2 separate regions of the Hordeum vulgare genome follow, and region 1 is linked to region 2. A link is a contact called in public Hi-C data. All regions are on one chromosome and are shown on one strand. The core of a region is the stretch at or near the end of the contact, and the rest is flanking DNA. Distances in the headings are between cores, read along the strand shown. Region 1 holds the start of LOC123442967 (DNA mismatch repair protein MSH7). Region 2 holds the start of LOC123442964 (DDT domain-containing protein DDR4-like).

Region 1 (7,229 bases), core at 681-3,180, 940 kb before region 2:
AAACAAATTAGTTGCTTTAATGTACGAATGGTCTGAAGACCCAGAGAATAGCTTCTTTGAGTGTTTCACTGTAGGGGTATCATTCGAATCAAGTCTAAGCGGTGTCACTGCTCTAACGTATTCACCACTAGAAGAGCCCAGTGACAACTTCTTCGATGGATGCTGCAAAGGAATTGGATATGAACGATACTCTGATAAAGGTGTATCTGCTCCATGAAAAGGGCCAGAAAAGATTCTCTTCAAGGGTTCCTGGGACGGAGTTTGTACATCAAATGCTTCAAAAACTGAATTATCTTGAGCATACTGATTGTTTGGGCGCTCTGATGATAACTTCTTCGGACACACATGAAGCGGAGTTTGATCTGAACCAAGTTCAGGGAACAGTGTGCTTGCTCTAACAAATTCATCTGTGGAAGACCTTGCGGTGAACTTCAACGGCTCCTGTGGCGGAGTGGTATCCATGCTATGTTCTGCAAATAGCATAGTTCCTCTGCTATAGTTGCCGTTGTACGGTACAGGGAATACTGCACTTGAGCGCTCATTTGAGGTATCTTCATTTTTACCAGGTAAGGCTCTCTCAGCATTTCTAATCTGGGCAGCATCTTTGTTTCTGTGACAAGCACAGAGAGCATCATTGTGATGGCAAATCAAAGAAACAAGACAGTGTTTTCCAAATTGAGCGCAAACTATGCTGATGCAAACCAACAAACAAGACACTATGGACCAATAAGGCAAGAACATACACCTGGCATATGCCAATAACACAGAGACAAATACATTCAATCCAAACAATCCATAGTCTATTACAGCAATCCAAGCTTGCGCTAAAGTTTAGGACAATTAGCACAGTAACTCCAATAACCTTAAGGCTAGTTGCAATGTAGATAGAGTGAACCACATGCAAAATACGAATCGGCAATCGCTGATAATGCATATTAGCCCAGATTCTTCCTTTTGATTGTATGGAACAGCCCAATCTTAAGTTTACTTTATGGTGCATCATCTATCCATGCTCAAAAACTACAAACATGTGAATTAAAACATAGATAGATCACATAAATCACCATCCAACAGCCTATAGACACAGACAGCAAGAACATTGAAGTTAAGAGAAACGGATTTAACACGGCCAGCATGGCGACTGATGAGGACAATGCAATAGCAAAAACAAACTGACTAACTGAGGATGACAATGCGGGCCGTAAACTATCAGGCACAACACATGCAGTGGCCAAACACCAGGCGCAGTCAAAAGAGCTAAGCCCGTCAAAAAACAGCGCAACTGCAAACTCGCATTCATCTCATCTCTGCTGCTACTGGCCACACAATAGCGCCACCACAACAAATGAAGCCACGCCAGAATTTGAGTTCAAGCCATTCGAACAGCTATCCAACTAAATCGACCGAATCGGCACTCACTATCAAGCGGGCAACCACCTAAGAAATGCGCGCGCGGAACCGTTAGCTAGATACTGCGGCAGCTAGCTGGCCCAATGAAACGACGCCCAAACCCAGACAAAACCCTAGGACGGCGGGAGCTGCGTCGGTCGCGTCAGTACGCACGCACGTACCTCCCCTGCGACGGCGGCCGCACGAGCCTCTCCATGATGCCGTCGACCGACGACGGGGCGGGAGGGCGCGGGGGCCTCTCGGGGGTCGCGCCGGCGCCGAGCGCCTCCTGCCCCGGGCTCTGGCGCGGGTGGAGGAAGGAGAGGATGGACTGCTGCTGCCGCCGCGGCTGCATCGCGGTGGCCGGGATTCGATTCGAGGTGGCTCTCCGTCCGGGCGGGAGAAGCGGGGTTCTCCGGGAGGTGGGAGCGGATAGGGGAATGGGATGGGAGGGAGATGAAATTATTTGGGGGAATTTCCGAGCGGGAAATGCAAGCGCGGTGGAGAGGGGGGCGGGGGGATTTCCGCTGCGTTTTCCCCGCCGTCTCGCGTCTCGCGCCCTGCGGTGCAGGGAAGAAGAGTGGTTTGGGCCTGGGCCTGAAAGCGTTGTGCCAAAGCGGCGGCCTGGACTTACTTCCAGCTCGCTTCCGCACGCGATGGGCCACTGGGTTTGTTTGGACGGTATGGCCTGCATAGAGCGCCGTCCAATAAGCTTAGAGGTTTTGTTGGGAGCAACTAATTGGCGCGCGCGCGTCACCCATGGAGCCCGATTCCGTTTTCGGTTTTAGACATTTTTTAACTAATCCTTTGAACTTTTTGTGTTTTCAGTTCAGCCTTGTTTCGTGTTTTCCTTGTTTTCCTTTTCGTTTCTTCCATTATATTTCCGAAAAATTGAGATTTCAGGAAAAGTTACTTGTGAGAGCTTTCAACACGATCAAATTTTAATTTTAAACTAGCCTGTACAACATAAAACTATCAAATTAAGGATATAATCCAAGATTTACATATCAAAATTATTTCAAGGCCACGCCGCATGAATAAATAAAGGCACGGTTCATTAATCTTTAGAAGCACGCCCATGAATAAATAGAGACACGGATAATAGAGGCACGTCTAATGAATAAATAGAGGCACGGTTCATCAAAATTTAGAGGCATGGTTCATCAAAATTTAGAAGCACTCATAATAGAGGCACGCCCCATGAATAAAATAGATGCACGGTTCATCAAAAATTAAAGGCACGGTTCATTACTTTTTCGTCGTTCCTCCCTTTTTCGTCGTTCCCGCGTGCAGACGGCGCCTCCGACGGCACGACACTAGCTCGTTTTCGGCTCGGTTAGCATTCATATAAATATTGAAGGGGGTCCTAGGTCGCAGCGCATTTTTTGGCGTTCCTCCCTTTTTCGTCGTTCCCGCGTGCAGATGGCGCCTCCGGCGGCGCGACACTAGTTATAAAAGATCGTATGTTCCAAATGAAGTTTTCTTTAAAAAATAAATCAAAAATGGTATCCAAAAAGTAAGAAACAAAACGGGGACCGATGTTGTTGTACACATACTTTAGTTCCTAATAGGCTCAGGAAGCTTTATGTCAACAAGTCGCCATCCTTTAAGAGTAATTTTCCTCTCGCTGAGCATAATCTGAATATTAGGCTCGGTGTCTCTAATGACCCTATCGTCTCATCCTTTAGTTCCATTGTTATTTACATTTTTTGTTCATAAAAAGCAGGAAAAAGAAAGCATCGTCGTAGAACAGCAAAGGCAGTCCTATCACCGGAGACCAAGAACAATACTTGGAAAAAATAGGATCAGGAAGTTCAGTAGACGAGGAGGAAGAAGGAAGATTTCAAGGCGCAGCTCATGTCAAATTCACTGTAAAGGTGAACAATACCAGCCAAGAATTACAGTTCCTAATAATTTCTTTTAAAAGAATTATAATTAGTGCACAAAGAAGAAAATACAGTCCCTAATGATTTATTTTTAGTTTGAACAACAGCTTGAAACAAATGATAGTACTGACGTCTTAGTCATAGGTGAACAATCAGAAGAGGTCAACAAACAAAACATATCACTACGAAAACATTCACACATCAATAAAGATGTATCTATCACTGGTATTTAAAATTAACTCTTTCTTTGAACAGCCGCATGATAAAGAAGAGCAACAAACAACAGGATATCAGGAGGCGGCACCGGCGACAACAACCAAAGATGCGGTATTCCTCAATCCAATTTTTCAAAAATTAAATATCCATTGATATTTACATTTTTTGGTTCACAAAAACAGGAAAAAGGAACGATCGTCACAGAACAGCAAGGCAGCAGCCCTTTCACCAGAGACAAACAACGAGATTTGGAAAAAACTGAACAAGTAAGTTCAGTAGACAAGGAGCACGAAGTAAGATTACAAGGCGAAGCTCTTCTCAAAATTACCGAAGAGGTCAACAAAACGAACCAAACAACAGGACCGCAGGACACGGCAACGGTGACAACATCACAAGAGGTGGTATTCCACAAGCTGATTATACGAAATTAAATATTTGCAGTTTTACTTTGATTTAATTACACATGTAGTTTATAACACAGGAAGTGGATGAAGAAGATCCCACGCATATACATATTGAAGCAAATCTTCAGAGTGTTCTCGACAAAAACGATAGTGCAATCGAAAGTGCGCAGGACAAATCTTCAGAGCTTACAGAGATGACACATGCACAAGTTGAGGCACCTCATGACACAGCAAGACACGAAAGTGACGAAAGAAATACAAGGTATAGAACACCTCTAATAGCATAAAACAAAGTATCAACTTCTACGATGCCAATTAAATCTGTAATCTTGTCCTCTTCAGGCAGCATAGATACTGAGCCCACGAAAGAATTCATCGGGAAAATATTCAACGTTGTATGTCGCAGGGAATGGACGGACGAAGAAAAGTATGTTACTTCCACAGAATAATTTATTTCAATGTTTTTTACCTGTTAACTAATATATCCTTCATCTGTATGTATCTTTGTATATATATACATATACATATATATATATGTTGCAGAAATGGTGATTTCATAATAACGTGTGACGTGACTACCAACATCGGAAACGCTTTCAGAAGCTTCCAAATTGGTAATGCGGTGCACAGTACAAACATCGAGCCTTTGTTACTGATGCTACAAAATGAATTCAAGGGCTCACAGAGGAAGATCCTAACGCTACACAACACTGTAAGTAAAAACCACGGCACAATTTCATGTTTTAAGTAAAATGAATATCATCCTGTGCACATGTGGACTGACAAAATTCTTTATTTGTACGCATTACAAAACAAACAGCATTCAATACACGGTGCTGATGACAAAGATCCCTTGAACTTTAGAGACTACGATGACAATAAAATTAGAGAAAGAGTTATACCCAAGCAGCTTATGAGGTTTTTTGATATCGAAGTAGGAGAGGATCTGCAAGATTATGAGATGGTAAACTGAACAAACTACCATATCTGAGAATGACTACAAATGTTTACGTTTATGTTACAAATGTTTATGTTTCAATATTTTTCTTTTTGCAGTTTCTTTTGCCAACTGCTTTAGGGGGGTTCGTGAATCAGAAGACTATCGGCCACTTTGTGGCCATATCAGTCAATATGAAAAAACAGCGCTTCGAGCTGCTTGACTCTATAAAGGATTATAGTGAGGCAAAAAAATTCTTGAGTGTTGTAGCAAGAAAATTCAAGAAGTTTTGGAGAGAAATAGGATCAAAGATTCAACTTTCTCCAAGTAACATTGACCATTTCAAGGAGTTCGATGTGCATGTGCCACTTCAGGGACCAGACACGTAAACACTACTAACATCCTTGTTCTTTATGTTTAATCTATGGCCTCCATCCCATAATAAGTGACTCAACTTTGCACTAACTTTAGTACATAGTTGAGCCACTTTTGAGTCACTTCCACTTATTTTGGGACGGAGGATGGAGTAACATTTAATTCTTGTGGTCCTAAAAATAGCTCGTTGTTGAGGCAGTTTTACATGAAAACATATAAAGTATTTTCATACCAAGGGGAGCGCGCAATAGTAACGAATAATTGTCCCAACTCGCAGGCTGGACAGTGCGTTTTACATGTACATGAACGTCAAGCACTATTCCGAAGAAGGAACAACCATGTCATTGACTGAAGAACAAGCCCCTGAGTTGAGGAAGAGAATTATGTATCATTTATTGAGCGAGCACATCAGCAATGCAAACTTAGTATTGCTAAACTGTACGAGAGGTTCGTCTTTCAAAAAAAACTAATTATGTTCTAAGATGTATTTTCTACAAGCAAAGGCTAACAATTCTTGTCTCTTTGTTCTTGTCGGATAGATATGTTGAAACATAAGGTTGTAATTGAAGATGAAGAAATGAAAGAAGTACAATGCGACATGGTTGAAGTAGAAATTCCTCAATTTGCCGAGGAAATTGATACGAGCGCTCGAGATACACAAGCAGTTGAAGTGTTAGAAGACAGTGAAGATGAACGCAAGGACGACAGTCAAGATTTGCAGTGGGAGCATGAACGGAAGGATCCTCCAATAAAATCAGATCGACCTCCCGGCCCAAGCAAAGAGAATATAAAGATATATGAACAGAGGATAATTGACGAGCGCAAACGCGATGCTGCGATTTCTGTTCCTAGAGAAACAAGCAAAGGCGTGAAGAGAACAGTGGAGAGAAACCGAGCAGTAAGAAGCACATCATGCACAGGCGAGTCTTTGGAGTTCTTACGTCCAAAAACGCTAGCCTCTGAAGAAGAAGTGACACTCTTTCTTGAGAGCGTGTCACCGGCTCAAGTAGACACCTACAATGAGCTTGTAGTTAAAGGACAAATGGATTTTCAACATTTCAAAACAACGTTAGTGATGGACAAAGCGTATGAGCGCCTGGCAAGGTTGCAGTCGGATTCCCCAGATACGTCAGCACGTCAGTCATCTGAGATCACGACGGCAAACATAATATCTATCAAGAGGCCGTTAAAGCGGTCAACCAAGGTCTACGATGTAACTAACATTCCTACATTTGAGCATCAACACTTCATTCACATGGACAAAGCCAAAGCTATTCATGACTACCTAATGAGCAACGAAGGGCAGAAGGAATGCAGAAAGTAAGTAGCCTCTGTGACCTTAAAAAAGAAAAACAAGCGAACCTATGTAAGCATTGACTCTATTTTTTTGTGTAAACTTTTTTGCTGTTGCAGTGCAAACTTGTATAAAAGCGCAGTTTGTGAAGAATGTATTATTGGACAAATCATGCTGGACCAGCTCCAGAAAGGAGGAAAGGGGCAAATGGAGGCGACCATGTGTAATGCATTGTTCGAAGAATGGACAGAACAGAAATGGTACAATACAAGTGATAAAGCTATACTGACAGCAGAATTTGCTAATGTCCGTAGAACCCTGTTCCATGAATGCACTTCAATCACACAATCGATAGAAAAAATGTTTGGTTAAACGAATACTTCTTTTTTCTTGCAGCTTGTACCCGGCCTCGAATATGAAGATGGAGGGCTAAAAGAATTCAACGAGGATGATTCACTACAACAGTTTGAAGCAACCATGAAAGGAATAAACCTTCTAGATAAGAAGCTGGTAATACCACCTCACATAAGTTATTGTTCTCCTTAAGCCCGCATGTTGTCGTGACATTTTGACTCTCTTTGTGTGACTCAATGCAGATCATGATACCTCACAACACCACTTCACACCACATGTTGTATGTCCTTAACAAGTATGAGAATAGACTTGACATTCTGGACTCACTAGATTACAAGAAGTGTATTAAGAAGACATGGAGACATCAGCATAGA
Region 2 (7,387 bases), core at 4,871-7,370:
TCAGTGTCTCCATCGCTGCTGGAGGAGCCGTCATCCTTGTCATCATAGTCTGAGACTTCATCGTCGCCAGAACTAAGATCGTCTAGCTCCTCCTTGGCATCCTCCTGATCTCTGTCTTCATTATGCTCTCGACTGATGTCAGATCCTACATCAGCTTTGTTGTCTCCCTGACGAGGAACGTGCTTTTCCTTTTTGTCCACCTTGTGTGGATCAGTTTCCTTTCCTTTCCTGCATCCAAGTACATGAATTATTTTCAAGAAGAATGCACTGCCGTTGTATAAACAAAGGAACAACCAGTGAAATTTCAGTATATGAAAAAGAAATGAGAAGGCAAGCCATATTCCACTGTTGATGTTTCTTTCAGGAAAACCGGACAGGGACAAATCCCTGGAACCAAGATCAAGACATCATTTTTCTTCTTTCTTTAGAGTTATATATGCACCACTCCCCGATCAAAATTTACGAACTGCAGAGCATGCTTATTTACAATATTAATGAACAAGCAAGGACGCACTTTGAAAATGTGGTAAGCATTATCATAAACAAATTTGATTATGCTTCTATTATGACAGAGCAGCTAAATGCCCTGTTTACATATGTAAGATGTTTTGGCAGTTCAATTTGAACTGCCAAAACATCTGGAAAACAGCAGTCGATAGTATAGTACTCTGTATTTACAAAGAAACTACTGGAAAACAGCAGTTGATTGTTTGAACTTACGCTGTAGCTTTTATTGCCTCGTTTATGCGACGATCATAATCAGCTGCACAGAAAACAAATACATGGTATCAGTGTCAAAAGGATAGCACGTGATCACAAAATATAAATATTTTCAATTAATGGTCAAAATATAAACTTCTACAAAATTGGAACACAGTGGAAGCAGCCTACATCACATATTGCAAATAACAAACACAGTAGAATCAGTGTTCCAACTCCCCTAATTTGCCTCTGACAATCAGAACCAGTAAAAGCATATTGATACAAGCATAAATTTGATTACATAAATGAGGGATGCCAAAAGAACATGAGTTTTAATATAACAACCAAGCTGCAGGTCATGAAGCCAAAGATATTGCCAATGTAAGGAACAATTGTGAAAGGGTTTCGTTAAAATTGCAATTATTCATCCACTGCTGGAAATTTAGAGTGTTTTTTTCATCTGTAGCTAAGATTGTGGAATAGAAATGTTCCTTACAGTAACTGTAGGTGACAGGTTTACGTTCACGCAATGAACGGGTTTGGAAAACATTAGCAAAAGCTAATCGCTCCAAACGCTCATTCTTCTGCTGCCGACGTTTCAAGTCCCTCTCTTTCTTCTGCAAGTTAAAGAACAGGTAAAATGCTGTGATAAACCATCAGCACAAAAGTAAAATCTTTTGCCAAGGATAGATAGATGCAAAGATGACAAAAAATGCAACAAGGGTGGAACTTACCTTTTGAAACTTCTCCACAGCTGGAACAATATTTTCCTTAAGATGCTCTCCAATGGTAGCTTCAGATCGACCCTTGCTGCATAACTTCTCCTGTAAACATCACATGTCAAATACCGGTACTAAAAAGTGAAATGCACATGAAGAACAAATCAGCAGGAACCGTAACTGATATCTCAAGAAACTCATCAAGGTTAGTTGCAACTGTTTCCCACTGAATATTGGTAATGGGTTTTGTCAAACGGCCATCCTTCCCTTTCCAGTTATTCTTAAAACCAACCGATACATCTTCTTTGTATAATCTATGGCCAATAGTTGAGTCCCCAACATACCTTCAAGCAGGAAAAATTTAAAAAGGAAGTGTTAGCAAGACAATAAAAGATACGAAGGGGGCAATCAATTATTTTTCTGGAATGTGCAATGGACAGAAAACAAACACCAGATGAAAATATTCAAGGTCCAAGCCTGCCAGATAACATAAAGCATCACTTTAAATGAAGTGTATGTGTCATATTAGAGACACAGTAGGTGGACAGTTGAAAACCAAGAAGGGCAATACCAAGGATGGAGGAGTAAATCCTTAACAGTCAGCCATATTTGTCGCTATCGAGTTTCTAGAATAGTAATCCAATTTGCATTGGTAGCAAATTCCTTGCCTGACAGCTGATCGTCTCAATTTGGTCATCTATGATCTATGCTTAACATAGATATAGTCCATATTTGCATTTGTCTTACTATGAAGGAAAACCAAGACAAATATGGACTATATCTATAGTAAGTTTCATGTTGCTGAGCCAAGGCGAGTTGAGTTGACATGGCACCCGGCATGGCGACAATTAGACGTTCGGTGAAAATAATAATAGGTAATATATTACTTCCTCCATTCCTAAATATAAGACCTTTTATAGATCTCACTATGACGACATACGAAACAAAATGAATGAATCTACACTCTAAAATATGTCTATATGTATCCGTGTGTAGTCTTTAGTGAAATCTCTAAAAGGTCTTATATTTGGGAACGGGGGGAGTACATGGCAAGAAATATAAAACTATACCACATATGGTAGCAAATTCCAACATTATGTCAAAGTTAGGCCCAAAAGGTATTCCAGAGCCAACCCATTAGGCCCAACAACCTGTAATGTATAAGCTAACAGAAACCCTAGCAGCTCTCCGTCCCATCTATGTCTCTCCCTCCAACCTAGCTGCCTATGCTCCTACCATGCCGTCCCTACAGCCACCAATCCCATCTCTGCTGCCGCTCCAGCAGCCCCGTCGCCGGTGAGCCACTGCAAGCTCCAGCAGCTGAACTGTTCCCAGTCTCTGTCCACAAGCGAATCGGCCACACTGGTGGCATCCCCCCCCCCTCCCCAGTGCACTCACCCTCCAGATCCAATATCACCCATTCTTGTGCCAAAACTCAAGTTTATGTCATCGATTTCCCACTGGTCAAGCGAAAAAGTTAGCTGAGGCGGCGCCATTAATTTCTGGGCACCCGCCTAACTGAGAAATCCTGGGCATCGATCCCAGTCATCCACGTCAAAGCACCCAGACTAAATGGGGACGACTTAATAATCTTGAGTCAAGCCATGAATATCAAAGATTGCATCAACTTCTGTTTTGGAAGTTGTGATTGCAATTTTGGAATATGCAGAAACGGCTTTAAGAAGTGAGTTCGAGCCGATAAGGAATAGGAACTATTAAATGGGTTGCTATGAAGGGTATATGCAGCCCCCCCCCCCCAACCCTAGGTATGCAGGCAGACGCGTCTGCATCGTCCGCTGAGCCGGAAATGAACCAATCCTTGATGCTTTAATTACTGTGTTAGTTCTAAAAACATTCAGTGCAGACAGATGCAGGCCTCACACCTGCATCCCTATCCAACCCCTCACTCGTGTCTGACGTGTGCATGGAAGGATTTAAAATTTATGAAATGGGCATATTAGGTTTCCTGCTCATTAGGGTAACAAGACCTTTCTGTCGAAGCTTACTTTTATAGTATAGTAATACTGAAAAACTTAACTGAGGAGAGAAGTGACCGAAGATGATAAATTACGGAAAATGTAATGAAAAGGAAAGGAGTACTGACCAGTATATAGCCCCATCACTAGCACTGCCTAGCTTGTCTTTCCTGAAGTTGCCAATAGTACCTCCTTTCTTCATTTCATCATTTATGTAAGCTATTGCATCATTTTGCTGAAATATAGAATTTTTTAATTAATCTAGCATGTGTAAAACACTCACGGAAACTTGTTGATATGTAACATGTGTAAATGCTAAGCTAGCTGAAACTTTACCAATTAAGAACATGTCTCACAAAAGCAATACCTCTGAGCGAACTTCACAAAGCGCTTTGAGTATAAATAAACGGCTCACTGGATCCTGCTCCTTAAATGTCTCAATTTCCTTACTGCGCCAATAAAAGGGTTACAGTGATGAAAAATCAACAGAGAGTAAAACACAGAGCCTTGTTTACAATATGATGATGCATACCGAGGATTTTTTTCGAATGGGTTTGCTCCTTCAGCAACCTGAAACCAAAATTTAGTAAGAACTGGACTAGTCTATTTTATTTACATTACTAGAGAGGCCAGGCAATATGTACCAGCAACCTACCCATGACCACCAGTCGGATAATTTCTTGGCAGTTGATACTATCCATCCATCATCAGCATTGAGGTTTTTGTTAACTGGTGGTATTCCCTGAACATTGACCACTATAAGTTAGCGAACAACATCAAGGACAAACATGGCACCGTACAACAAAAAAAGTTGATACTTCACTATGTCAGAAGAAGAAAGTACCAAACTAAAATCTATATCACTATATAGTTTACCAATATCAACACGTCTAAACAGTTGGATCTCTTAAATCATACGGCTCAGATTCAATGGATTTAAGTACTGGACTTTGTGGCAATATGTACACAGTTGGATAGGGATATCTAACGGCCTATGTTTCCAGGATTTGCGGTCAGCCCCACCACCTAGCTTCCTATGCGCTCCTCACTTGCGTGTTGTACAAAGTTCTTGAATTTTCTGTCAGATACTAGCAGGCCACACCTATATCTACTTATCTAGCAAGGCAGACAGGCCACAAAGGCCCGGTGATTACACTAGAAGATGTATACAGATGGCATGCATGTATATCACTTAGAAAAGCATGCAACGCAGCAGCGGCAAAAACGCACAAGTTGAAACCTAAAAGGGAAACCTTTCCATTTTCTTTAGATGCATGCTTCTTCTGTTCTCTCCTAGAGTGTCACATAAAGAGCCCCCCCCCCCCTCCTCTCAGGTACACATCCCAAACCTTCGTTGAACCATTTGCGTACCTATATAGGGAGCAATCTTATTTTCTCTTCGTTATTAATTTTAGGGTACCATTGTACCCTCTTCCAAAATTTTGGACGTGCTTTTTGCACGTACAGATTACTAGGTGTAGCGACATAAATCCCATTCTGCAGATGTGTAGGCAATATATCACACAATAAACAATGCTAACATTTAGTACAAATACATAAACCATGAAGATGCCCCACACATGTCCTGTTGAGAAATGCAGACTGCACTAGAAGATCAAAAATTTATGAGCGCAGTGGTTTTTACAAAATTGATTTGTCTTGGTCAGACTCGGACACAAACATTATAGACAAATAGTTGGTAGAAGATCTTCACTTGGCAACATATTTTCCGGATTGGCAGGTGTGAAACTTGCAGTACATAAAAGAACAATAATTTAGTTTAGAAAATAGTAGCAGGTAGACAGACGTCTTGATGACTTAGTGTGTAGATCTATACCAGACATATTTTGCCAAGTGAAGATCTTCTACCAGACATATTGGCGACTGAGCATAATTCCAAAGTCTCAAACACACATCCATAACAAGAACATGAAACCAATCAGGCCACCCATGTTCCATAAACATTAGCACGAATGCCTAATATGCACAGCAATCGGTGCACAATGATCAAAAATACAAAACTAGAAGGGAAATTAATATCAAAATAATTTTGTACGAATCAAGTAATTAAAAATGTTAAAATACGGCATTAAGAACGTTAAAACAAAGCATACTACTCCAAACCTAGGCTATTTAGACATGCCACTATGCATCTGATCTCTGCACAAACAATCAACCGCACTGTTGGCCAGACCAAATCAGATGAGCAAAGTACTTGCACGCACTCCGCAACCCACGGCCCACACAGACCCAGCACAAAATTCAGGAGAGCGATGAAAACCTTCAAAAGGGCAATGTGGATGCGAGCGAGGTCGTCGCTGTTGGTGATGAGCGCCGTCTCGATCTCGTCGGCCGAGAGGCCCAGGTTCGCCTCGATCACCGGCTCGAACACCTGCAAATCCGCATCCGGTTACGCCGACGCGAAGCGGAAAACCGACAGGCGGCAAAAGGGGAAGCCGGAAACCCTAGACAAAGCCGGGCGCACCTGGAGGAAGTGGAGAACGGAGGCGAGCTCCCAGCGGCGGCGGAGGAGCACGCGGGGATCCTCCGCGGGGCCTTCCTCCGGAGGGGGAAGCGGCGTCTCCTGGTGCTTCCTCGGCGACGAGTGCTTCGAGCGCTTCGCCGGCGAGGCCATGGAGGCGGGCGGGGGAGCGTTGGGTGGGCGGGAAGGGGGGAGAATTCGGGGGTGGAGGCGGGACGGAGGGCGGGGAAGAGTCCAGACGCACAGGGGAAGCGGCGCTTGCGAGTGGTTGAGTATTATAGGGGGTTTTTTTCTCACGCAAAGCGGCCGCACATTTTGTTTTTAACCCTAGCAAACGCGTGGGTTTGCTCGTGTACTCAGGGGCCTATATTTGGATAGAAACTGGATTGAAGGTGTTTTCGTATGACAACTATCGTCTCACACTTTTTATTTCTCTACATGTAACTCTGGCCTTATCCGTTTTTTAAATCACCCAAACATAGTATTAATATGAAGTGGATGGTGGACATGTACCTTTGGAAACTGCCGACGCATCATTAGGGAATCCAACATTGACCACGCTATTTCTCCGTCGTCTCTGTCATAGAATAAAAGCAAAGAGAGAAATGAAGAATTCAAATGATTCCGCTAGTTCTATTGCAATGTGGGAGACCTACTTATATACAAGATGAAGGGATGTGTTGGAGAGACACCTTTTTCCCAAGAAACACCTCCTCGGAGGCATCCCTATCATACAATTGATCACATGTTTATTTTTTAGGGATTTTTATTTCTGTGCCCCTGGTTCCTTAGCCATACTCACTTATCCCCATGCTCTTAACTTTTGCTCACTTTTCCCCACTCCCTTGGCTGAAACCCTCGGAACTGGTCACAAACAGTGGATGTCGTCGGGTCAGTGCTTTGACCGTTAACTCTCACGAGTGGGCCCGCGCTGACTGTGTCGCCCGTGGACCTGATGAGTGGGGTCGCGGCGAACGGTGTCGCGGTTAGCCCGTGGGCCCGTGGTTAGAATTGGGCCGTGCGCGCGCCGCAACGACAGAAGCTTGTTATGCATGCACGACATGTCCAGCTAGCCTGCATGCATGGACGTAGCTAGCCTACCTGCATGCGCCACCACCCGCCGCCACGATGCGCTGACCGGCCTCTTTTTCATGCGGGTCGCCACGGACGCTGACCAGACTCATTTTCACGCGAGCCGCCACGGACACAGGGACCGTTGCTGCCGCTGGTTCGTATCATCTCCCACGCGTGTCTCCTCGATGTAGAGCATTGTTTCACATTTTTCGATCCACTCGCATCTATTCAACGTGGCAATTAAAACATGTTGGCAATTAAAGTGGCATATCGATCGACGTGACTCGTTTGAACGTAGCAAATCCAAAGCGCGGCCGGTGCCACTCCCCTTCCCTTCCCCTTTCCCTATTTAAACCACCACCCCTCCACCTATTCTCCACACATCCATTTGCGCCGCCCCCTTCACCCAAACCCAGAGCACTCTTAAAGCGAGG

The links. A called contact is a pair of places that touch in the nucleus more often than the background predicts.
Region 1: a Hi-C map of seedling shows a contact between it and region 2, with 2.5 times the contacts expected there. The contact joins the promoter of LOC123442967 here to the promoter of LOC123442964 in region 2. A contact is called at or near these places in 2 of 6 Hi-C or Micro-C datasets (leaf and seedling).

What each region holds. Positions count from the first base shown.
Region 1 is chr3H:60,280,243-60,287,471 of MorexV3_pseudomolecules_assembly, reverse strand. It overlaps LOC123442967 (DNA mismatch repair protein MSH7), which reads right to left and starts at 1,930. Exons shown (of 17, transcript XM_045119163.1): 1 at 1,572-1,930; 2 at 1-610. The coding sequence starts at 1,744. LOC123442968 reads left to right here and starts at 481. Exons shown (of 19, transcript XM_045119164.1): 1 at 481-566; 2 at 3,116-3,266; 3 at 3,531-3,602; 4 at 3,674-3,889; 5 at 3,973-4,157; 6 at 4,238-4,322; 7 at 4,439-4,607; 8 at 4,716-4,859; 9 at 4,952-5,217; 10 at 5,485-5,654; 11 at 5,747-6,527; 12 at 6,621-6,807; 13 at 6,898-7,011; 14 at 7,098-7,229. The coding sequence starts at 4,097.
Region 2 is chr3H:59,346,918-59,354,304 of MorexV3_pseudomolecules_assembly, reverse strand. LOC123442964 (DDT domain-containing protein DDR4-like) reads right to left here and starts at 6,120. Exons shown (of 11, transcript XM_045119160.1): 1 at 5,883-6,120; 2 at 5,679-5,789; 3 at 4,053-4,139; 4 at 3,930-3,967; 5 at 3,765-3,846; 6 at 3,526-3,632; 7 at 1,603-1,765; 8 at 1,437-1,526; 9 at 1,199-1,319; 10 at 721-763; 11 at 1-228. The coding sequence starts at 6,032.